Linked DNA regions of Mus musculus: region 1 is linked to region 2. The links are chromatin contacts, called in public promoter capture Hi-C maps. All regions are on one chromosome and are shown on one strand. Each heading gives the region's core, a stretch centred on a gene start, on an enhancer-like site or on the middle of the called end of the contact. The rest is flanking DNA. Distances are from core to core; before and after follow the strand shown. Region 1 overlaps Kdm4b (lysine (K)-specific demethylase 4B). Region 2 holds the start of Lonp1 (lon peptidase 1, mitochondrial).

Evidence for each region. Promoter capture Hi-C pulls out the DNA fragments that hold promoters and counts their contacts.
Region 1: a promoter capture Hi-C map of the HPC-7 cell line shows a contact between it and region 2. The contact joins the enhancer-like site here to the promoter of Lonp1 in region 2. A contact is called at or near these places in 13 of 39 promoter capture datasets (the 3T3-L1 cell line, 3T3-L1-derived adipocytes, the HPC-7 cell line and 8 more), 1 of 484 Hi-C or Micro-C datasets (nephron progenitors), 15 of 115 datasets of contacts at active chromatin or transcription factors (the HPC-7 cell line, T-cell acute lymphoblastic leukemia, bone marrow-derived macrophages and 11 more) and 3 of 9 other capture datasets (adipose tissue, liver and macrophages).

What each region holds. Positions count from the first base shown.
Region 1 is chr17:56,358,940-56,363,869 of GRCm38.p6, reverse strand. All of the region lies in intron 5 of Kdm4b (lysine (K)-specific demethylase 4B), which reads right to left. Among named protein-coding and RNA genes, the nearest start is that of Gm32715, 27 kb to the left of the region's middle. Within about 2 kb of position 3,194, at least 77 of the 459 cell types and tissues checked have an H3K27ac peak or open chromatin away from gene starts, as enhancers often do. A contact at or near this core is called in the HPC-7 cell line, embryonic forebrain, forebrain and 2 more, where this site is marked.
Region 2 is chr17:56,625,088-56,629,730 of GRCm38.p6, reverse strand. Lonp1 (lon peptidase 1, mitochondrial) reads left to right here and starts at 2,828. Exons shown (of 18, transcript NM_028782.2): 1 at 2,828-3,250. The coding sequence starts at 2,858. It overlaps Catsperd (cation channel sperm associated auxiliary subunit delta), which reads right to left and starts at 1,588. Exons shown (of 22, transcript NM_175350.3): 1 at 1,481-1,588. The coding sequence starts at 1,542.

The DNA.
Region 1 (4,930 bases), core at 1,945-4,444, 270 kb after region 2:
TTCCACAGGTCAGAGCAAAACCTGGACAGACAGGTGTTAAATGAAGGTGCCCTTGAACCCAGGCATCAGAGGCAGGCTGGCAAACAGACTGTCAACACCCACTGCCCACCCAATGGAGAGGATGTGACACACATGGGAAAGACACATGGGGCTGTGAGCAGCTCCATATGAGGGACCAGGCTTCTATGTACCCCAATTTGATCACTCCCACAAAAAGAGCTTCAGTTTGCCTAACCCAAAAGGGATTTCCAGTAAGGAACCACCTGACCTGGCTGGCACTGAGTGAGGTCTGCCCATTCCCACCAGGGAATCCCCACGTCTTAGCGTCTTAGCGTCTTATCGCTTGTGCAGGTGGGACAGACAATACAAACTGCAGCAAAGATAGCAGCAGCCAGAATGGGAGAGGCTGCTCCCAGGATGGAGACTATTGAGCCACTGGCTTTATCTCTAATGGATCGTTTTCTGGGACAATGGGCGGTAGAATTTGGTGTCACACACCAGCGGTGTCAATGGCTTCTAGTAATGACATTTTTATTGAAACACACAGGGGATCAAGAGAGCTAGCTTGGAGAACACAGAGCCTCAGAGATAGGAGGACCAACCACCCACAGGGAAGCTGGTGGTATGGGGAAGAACAGTGTCTGGGTAGCCGGGGAGGGGTGGATGGATATCTGTGACTGTCACATCTCCCTGGGGACCCAGGGAAGAGGTTAGACACTGTCACATTTGTGTCCAACAATCTCAGATGAGGCAGAGGCTGCATGCTCAGATGAGGTGTGGGGCCCCACCCCCACCCCACCCCCACCCCCACCCCCACCCCCATGGATTTTTAGTGAAGGACAAAGACCAAAACTTAAATGTCACCTACTCTGCACTGCCCAAAGTCTGGGAAAGGTTCACAGGAGAGAATCCGAGAGGCAGGTCCTGGTGATGGTGCAGAGCTAGTAAGGGCCTAGTGGTGGACATGAGTGGGGTACAGAAAAGGCACCATTTTGGACTTGGAGCTGTGGACATGCAGAGGCTTCCAATACCCTGGACCATGTCCCAGACAACAGGAGTCCTGTACACAGCCATCAGCCTGGACTCACAGTCTGATGCAGTAACCCTGTGTCAGTGGTCTCCTAAGCCAGGCTCAGGATTCTGCCCAATCACTGTGTTCAAACTTAAAAACAAAGAATTAGGGGCAGGTCCTCTGAGAACAAGGAGGGGGGCTGCTCAGAACAAAGAGAATATGGGTGGAGACAGGAGACACTTCCAGGACCTATGTGCTATACACTGTGGCCTGCATGGTAGGCAGCATGGACAGCAGGCCTGTGGTCACCCAGGTCTCTCTGAGGTCTGTCCACCTGAAAGAGGTGTGACCTATATGTGGACATCCCAAAAGTCACCAGCAGGTGACTGAGCCTGAGACAGCCTGCAAAGGTGAATTCCCAACAGGAAGTATGCCAATCAAGCTTTTACATATGGTTGGAGAGAAGACTGAACCGTTTATACAAAGTTCAGCAATGGCCTTTCCCAGGCCACGCAGCCCAGGGACATGGAGTGTATGGAGTTCAAAGACAAATGGGGTAGCTCAAGTCCTCAAGCCAGGACAGCAGCACTGTGTGCAGAGAGGGCAATGGGACTTCAAGGGCTCCTGCAGAGCACAGCAGTTCACCGCACACATGGAGAGTACACATGAACACACACCTAGGCCCCCATCCTTCGTTCCACAGTAAGAAAGAGGGGGTTCCATGGCCTACCGGGAGCCTGCAAAGAATTCAGTGGCTCAGGGATAAAGAGATGGCCCAGTAGTTAAGAGCACTGGCTAATCTTCCAAAGTACCTAGATTCAATTCCCAGCACCCATATGACAGCTCACTCCAGTTCCAGGGATTGGACAGACACATATGCAGGCAAAACACCAATGCACATAAAATAAAAATAAGTCATTATTAAAAACTCATTGGGGTGAGTCTGGCCTCATCAGGAGATGGCCCCTCCAAGGTCAGGGCTGCAGAAAGCAAGGGTGTTCCCACACAGCCTGAAGGCAAGGGGCTACTGTAGGCTGCCTAGAGAGCCCAAAGGGTTCATACACTCCACTTCTGAGCCACAGAGCCCCAGGCACACAGATACCACAGAGCCCACGCTCCATCTGTGATTCCTCTCCAGGAAGAAGGAAAGGAACCAGGCACCCTGAAAAAGAGACAGTGTTGGGTCCAACTGTCGGCCTAGCACAGGGCCACCCTGCTTCTTCCTCTCTTGACTTCTCTGAGAATTAAAACATTTAATTTTAGAGTTTATTTCACCTCAAAGTACAGTGTGGCAGACATTAAAGAATGCCCTGCTGGGAGAGAATACCCAGGAGACGACCTGAGCCACACAGTCAAGGTCAGCATTAGCATGGCCAGTCTGTGATGGAGGGACCACAGACACTATACTCCACATCACCAAGGCCAGCGAGCAAGAAGGAAAGTGGGAAGTCAGATAACAGGCTGCCCAGAGGAGCTAGGAGGACTGTGTAAGACACTGAAAACTCTGCATAGCGCATGGTCCACTCCTGGGAAAGCTGCAGTGCTGGCTCACCATAGACAGATCCACCTGCACTATCAGGTAAAAGAGGGAGGAACAGGAAGAGGGAGGAAGAGGACAGAGACAAGGAGGAAGAGGACAAAGAGGAGGAAGAAGACAGAAAGTAAAAGAAGTAGACAGAGAGAGGAAGAGGAAGACAAAAAGGGAGGGGAGGGGGCAGGGAGAGGAAGACAGAGGAGAGAGGAAGAAAGGAGAGAAGAAAGGAGACAGAGAGGGGGAGGAAAAGGGTGGTGGAAGGGAGAGGAATCCCCAACCAAAAAAAGTAGGCCATATAAAAACCAAAGAGAAAGAGCTACGGGCCACCACCCCAGCTCACCGTTTGGCTCAAGAGCCCAACTCAGCTCCAATTCCCCAAGTCTGTGGGGTGGGGAGGGGCTCCTCACAAACTGCTGCAGGCTAACAGCCCTGATTCAGGCAAAGAATACAGAAGGCTTCCTGCTCAGCATTGCTTACAGAGCTCTGCAGCCCAGAAGCAAACTCTTTAAGTGAAGACAGAAAGGCAGGGGAGAGTCAAGTGGGACCCTGTATGAGCCCCAACATGCAAATGGTGTGCTGGCTGCTCTGACCCTCAGATCCTGGGAACACAGCTGCGAGGCAGGGCCTGCCACAGCCAAGTCTTCGGCAGGCCTGGTTGTGGAAAGGACAAAGCAGGACGGCTCATCGAGCTAATGGGCACAGGCTGTGACTCAGAGCTGCACCCTGCCGTGTGCACCAGATTCCCTGAAATTGCCCGTCATCATCAGAGCATCGTGGTGGCTAATGACACAGGGCTCATCTTGCATGCCAGGGGCCCAATGCCCCAGTTCAAGCTCAGGCACGTCACAAGCCTCAGTTACTTATCTGGCTGCAGTGGTGGCTGAGATGTACAGCAGTCTCAACAAGCGGAAGGCCAGAACCATGGCATTAGGGTGACAGAGCAGCTGTGGCCAGAGTGAGGCCAAGGGCCCAATGACAAGGCAGCAAGGGGTACTGGGCCAGGAATAACACAATTGTCCCTTGCTAGCTTCTGTGTGTCTGGACCAAGTGGTTGCGATGGCTGGAGAGCCAAGCCCCACAGGACAGAGCTTTGAGTCCAGCTGGAGAATGCCCCTGGCTGGCTCTCAATCACCTTACATTTGGGGTCTCCTGGCTTCTAGTCCTGAGGGAGGGAACACACAGTAGCCTGTGGACTGACTTCACATGCTTGCAATGTCGGAGACAACATAGGTCAGGGGACATGGAGTGATTGCATCCTTGGGACAGAGGCCAAGGCCATCATTGAGATGTGGACTGGGTAGAGAAAGATCCTGCCACAGCCATACTTGGTGCATTAGCAACACAGCCACAGAGCCTGTTGTTAGGCTCTACAGCACAGGGCAGCTACCTGGGACAAATGTCACCCTTGGAGGAGGTTCCTTCTATAGAGAGCTCTGCAATCTCATAAACCCCAAGGACAACTGAGGACAAGCACCATGGCCAGGTGCTCTAGAGAGGACAGAGTGGCAGTGCAGGGACCATGAAGAAGTCCCCCATCCCCACTCCCACCCCCCCAGTGGTGATGTCCCCACACCAAGAGACCATCACAGTCACTGGCTTCAGGTCAGAGCAGGGACAGCAGCAGCTCACAGACTTGCACACATCAGTTCAACTCAGACATTGTGGGGCATCTGCCTTTCCAAAGCACTGCAGGGAATACTTGGCACATGGAAAGCATCCACCTCCCAGGTGTCTACCACACAGTAGAGGCAGGACAAGGGAGGGACCAGCAATGTGAGCCAGATAAGAGACAACCACTCCAAGCTGCGCTGCCTCCTGCTGGCTTCATCATCAGAGGGATCTGGCAGCTCAGCTGACAACTGGAAGGAACCACCCTCACAGGTGCAGAGAGTTAGGGTAGGGCACAAGAACCATCTTTGCTCCCTCAGTATGGGGGCTGCAAGGCACTCAGAAGCCAGTGCCATACCAGCTGATAGAGATCCAAGCCAGGGCAGCTCTCCAGCAGATCCAGCCGTCCTTTGGGGTCTTAGAGGGCAATTGATGTAGGCTACCTTCCCTAGGCTAGGCTAAAGGGTCTGACTAACCATAGTGGTCATAGCAGATTACACAGGGTGGAGGGGGAAGCACGACTGGGAGACCTTCAAATACAGGCCTCCTCATTTCCCATACAAGGCACTGTCCTTGGAAGCCTTATAACAGCTGTACAGTGTGCCCACTCCTCCAGAGACCCCAGTGCAAGAACAGCTTTCTATAGAGAGCATGAGAGCCCACCGCTCCTTCAAGTGCCACCTGCAGGGGCAGCTTCTGGAAGACTAGACAGAACCTGCCCAGGGCAGCACACACCCCCACCTTCAGATTCCTTGACCCTCAAATCACACCAGTCA
Region 2 (4,643 bases), core at 1,579-4,078:
TCAGCCCAGCGAACTCCAGCTCAAGCCACACCAGCAATTACTTTTCACAAGTATTTCTTAAGTTTCCCTACTTTGTTGTTGGTGAGCTTTTTTTTTTTTTTTTTTCTGGTTTGTAGCAAACAACTGCCTTTTGGGTGTGATGAGCCACTTGGGAGGTTGAGGTAAGGCATTGTATTCAGACACAGATCCGGCTATGTTGCACAGGCTGGCTGCAAAACTCACAGCAAGGGACTGCCTTGCTGAACTCCAGTGATGATAATCTAGAATTCAGGGCTTAAGAACTGAGGTCCCCAGGGGACAGTTAGTTAGCAGCCTCCACGACAGGATGGCTTTCTGAGCTGGGCACCAAAAGTGGGAGACTTTTCCTTTCTCAGCAGGGCTTCCCTGTCTCTTCCTGTCTTTGTTTGGACAGTGTCCTTAAACACAGGTGGCTGGCCTCTGAAAAGTGACCAGCTGCAGAACTCAGCACACACAGCCTGTTCTGGCTTCCCACCCACATGACCCATTGGCCCTTTCCACCTGTACCCCTCAAAAAAGCCCTTAAAGCCGGGCGTGGCACACGCCTTTAATCCCAGCACTCGGGAGGCAGAGGCAGGCGGATTTCTGAGTTCGAGGCTAGCCTGGTCTACAAAGTGAGTTCCAGGACAGCCAGGGCTATAAAGAGAAACCCTGTCTTGAAAAAACCAAAACCAACCAACCAACCAACCAACCAACCAAAAAAACCCCCAAAACCAAACCAAAAAGCCCTTAAATACGCTCTCATCCCTGGAAGAATACAGCAGACATCCCACTGCAGTAGTCTCCAGAGATCATTTTGTCCATATTCATGGCTGTCTGAACCCTCCTCTCCACCTCTGCCCCTTTTGTCCCCTCAGGCTGGTGACCTCCGGGGAGAAAAGTGGGAAGGAGGAGGGCATACAGAGACATACTTGCATGTTAGCGATCAGAGACACTGCTCACCATGGCACTAAGCACAGCATACTTCCCAACATGCACTCAGCCTCAACAGCCCATGGCACTGCTGCTGAGCCAGGTAGGGATGGATGGTGGGACAGATTGCAGACTGCACAAGGAACTTAGGTTTGACGCATGTCCAAAGCCCTGGCTCCACACCCAGAAATGGATTTTAGTGATTTGCTTGGGAGAGATATGCCAAATTTGATTTCTACAATTGGGCTGGAGGGTATGCCTGGGCTCCAACAAGAACCAGCCCCATTCCTCCTGTCATAAACCTCCCAGCAGGGCTGGAGAGATGGCTCAGTGGTTAAGAGCACTGACTGCTCTTCCAGTGGTCCTGAGTTCAATTCCCAGCAACCACATGGTGGCTCACAACCATCTGTAATGGGATTTAATGGCCTCTTCTGGTGCGTCTGAAGACAGCTACAGTGTATTCATATAAATAAAAAAAATAAAATTGAAATATCATTTAAAAAAAAAAAAAACCTCCCAGCAGCAATCCAACCCAGTTAGGCAGTTGTACCGGCACAGTGTGTGAGCCCTGACCATGGTGGCCACTGCTGCTGCTAGCATCAACACCAGCATCTTGCCTGGTTCTCCACAGCTAACACTGCTCTTCAACCGCCAAGCTTGAGAAAGTGTCTGAGCATGCGTGAGGTTAGGCCGCTTCTCTCCTACCCGCCTCTTGTCTGGGCACGCGCACCAGGTAAGAAGGCCACTAGCAGGACCTTTTGGACGTGTCGGACAAAAGCCCGGTTAGGTCTACGCAGAGGAAACTGGAAGGAGTGGGCATGCGCAATATGGAAGCAGAGCTCGCACATTTCAAACCTGAAAATTACACCCAGGTTCCCAGATCCATAAGTCAAAATCCAAAGCATGCCCAAACTTCAAGGAGGTCACCACAGCACTAGCATGAGCACACGTGGGTGTGGAAGCAGAGCTTTGGGCATGCATCAATCCACTCCCTGCTTTGTGGAGCCGGAGCATGCACACGGGTCTCTTGGGACGTGTCCTGGAAGCTTCAGTGTTTTGGTAAGTGCCTCACGGACCACTGACAACAAAGGCAACGCTGAGCAGGCGCACCTGCGCACGGCCTTTAGCATGCATACTATACGAGAGGCAAAAGCCCTCCAAGCACGCCTCCTCCAGTGTGGAGTGAAGATGCCACCAACTGCGTAGGGAGATGTAGTAAAACCTGTTGTTGTGTATCAACAAAGAACGCTGAAAAGACTAAAGTTAAAGGAGGGGTGCGCTGTACTTTTCTTCCGATGCCTTCAGAACACAGAATTTACCCTGTAAAACCTTTTTGATGGCAGTAGAAAAACAGAACGCAGTACTAAGGTACAGCTTGGACAGGACAAACCAGTAGTTGTAGGAACTGGGAGGGGCCACGCTTCTTCCAGGCCCCCTTCCTAGAGCGATGCCCCCCGCCCCCTCCGCACAAGCTCCAGTCTGGAGTCACCGCTCTGGCCACGCCCCTATGTCAAGCCCCGACCTTTGAGCCCGCCTTCGGCCATATCCCTGATTCCAGTTCCTCCAATCCCTGCCTGGTGGAGCGCCCCCCATTCGGACCACACACCAGTCCTGCTTTCTCCGTCATGTTTCCTCAAGCTTACTACACCTCTCACTTTTTCATCCAGATCCTCAAAGTCCTCTCTAGAACATCCTTCATCGGGCCACGCCCCCTTGCCGTCCAACTCCAAGCCCCGCTCTGAGCCTTGAACCACGCCCCTACTCCGCCCTCCCATCCCCAAACCCAGTCTCCCTCTGACCACGCCCACTCACTCACCTTATTCAAGCTCCGCCTCTCCAGCCCGAAGCACGCGAGCGTCATCACGTGCGCAAACGGGGGGCGAGCAGAGATGACGTAAGTGCGGTGCGCCGTCAGTATGGCTGTTCCATGGCGGCGAGCACAGGCTACGTGCGGCTCTGGGCCGCTGCGCGGTGCTGGGTTCTGCGGCGGCCGCTGCTGGCTGTCACCGGAGGCCGGGTCCCGAGCGCGTCCGGGTCGTGGCTGCGCCGAGGATGTCGGGCCTGCGACATGTCAGCTCCCTGGGGCGGCCGCGTTCTTCCCGGCGGGGTCCAGTGGCGGGGGCTGTGGGACTCGGGCAACCGCGGTGGCAGCGACGAGACCTCCGAGGGCGGTGCGGAGGACGGGGCCACGGCGAGCACCGGGGAAGGCCCGGTCGTCACAGCGCTCGCGCCCATGACCGTCCCGGATGTGTTTCCTCACCTGCCGCTCATCGCCATCACCCGCAACCCTGTGTTCCCGCGCTTTATCAAGATCGTGGAGGTAACCAGAGCCCCCGCTCCCCTGCTCTGCTAGCGGGACCGAGTGGTCTCTCAGCTCCCTCGCGTCTAAGAAACTTTTGGAACCGCACTCCTGCTTGTCATCGCACCACTCTGAGGCAAGAGGATACCACAGTCCTTGGTGGCTCACTTGGACACAAATTCTTCCCTTTTTCTGGTCCTTCAGGACCCGAGATAGTGAGTGTAGAAATCCCAGGCCGACTAGCAACAGAGTATAGTTATTTCGCTTCCATCCTGGTGAAAGTTTTGTAACGCCTTCTCAGCCTTGTTCAATGGTGTAGAGTTTATTCATTGAGACAGCCTTATGTATCTTTTGTCTTGAGACATTCTCCTTTTTCACACCCTTAATTACCCGCGTAATGTATCGGGCATAGTTGTGGGGATACAAAGTTACAGGCTTTAGGTATTACATTGTAGGAGTAGGAGAAAGGCCGGAATTACTGGAGTCTGAGTGGTTTACCAAAAAAAAAAAAGGGACAGGATTTTTTTTTTTTCCCTGACACTGTCCCTGACATCTTCCTGGTATTTACCCCTAAAAAGAAAGAAACTTCAAACAGCCTTTTAACTAAGGGAGGAAAATTCCACTGCAGGAAGCTGATCCCATCTGATCCTTTCAAATTAGCTGGCCATGAAGAGGGAGGGAGAACAGGATGATGAAATCAACAGAAAGCAGAGACTTTTAAAGGGGAATTTTCAATCTGCCATCTATTCCCCTATGTCTTGAGTTCACAGAGAGCAGTGGTTATCAGTTAACCTACTAGCAAGGTCATACAGTGAGTCACAGCCACATCACCCGCAGGCCCCCTCCATTCTCTTTGCCCTGCCAACCCTTGAAGGGAAGTGTATCAGCACAGATGTGGGGAGGGTTAAAGCGAGCTCCTCCACCTACCTCCACTCCCATGCTTCCAAGGCCCATCTCACGTTGTCTGTCTGGTAGAAGGACACACACATTTGCCAGATAACTTCTGTAGGGTAACACGGCATCATCACCTATCTACAAGTTGCTCCCCAGGGCCTTAGTTTTCCTCACCTGGGAAATGGACATAATAGCAGTTCCTGTCTTGGAATCAGAGAACTCTTGTGGAACTCACACAAACTGTATGTAAAGGCTATTTTGGTTTTGGTTGAGGCAGGATCTCATGTAGCTCAGGCTGCCCTTCTAGTTGCTGTGTAGTTGAAGTTGGCTTTAGCTCCAGATCTTCCATCTCTTTAGCTTTTGGGTAAGAAGTGCCTCATCTGGTCCTGAGTGACTGAGTTATAAGTCTCTGCTGTTTGCTGCTTGGAGGGGGTTTCCTCATACCGTGATGCTCATAGGACTTGTTATGCCTGGCAGGCTCTAGTAGTGTAGAACTGCTCTGGAGGCCCATTCTGTATCC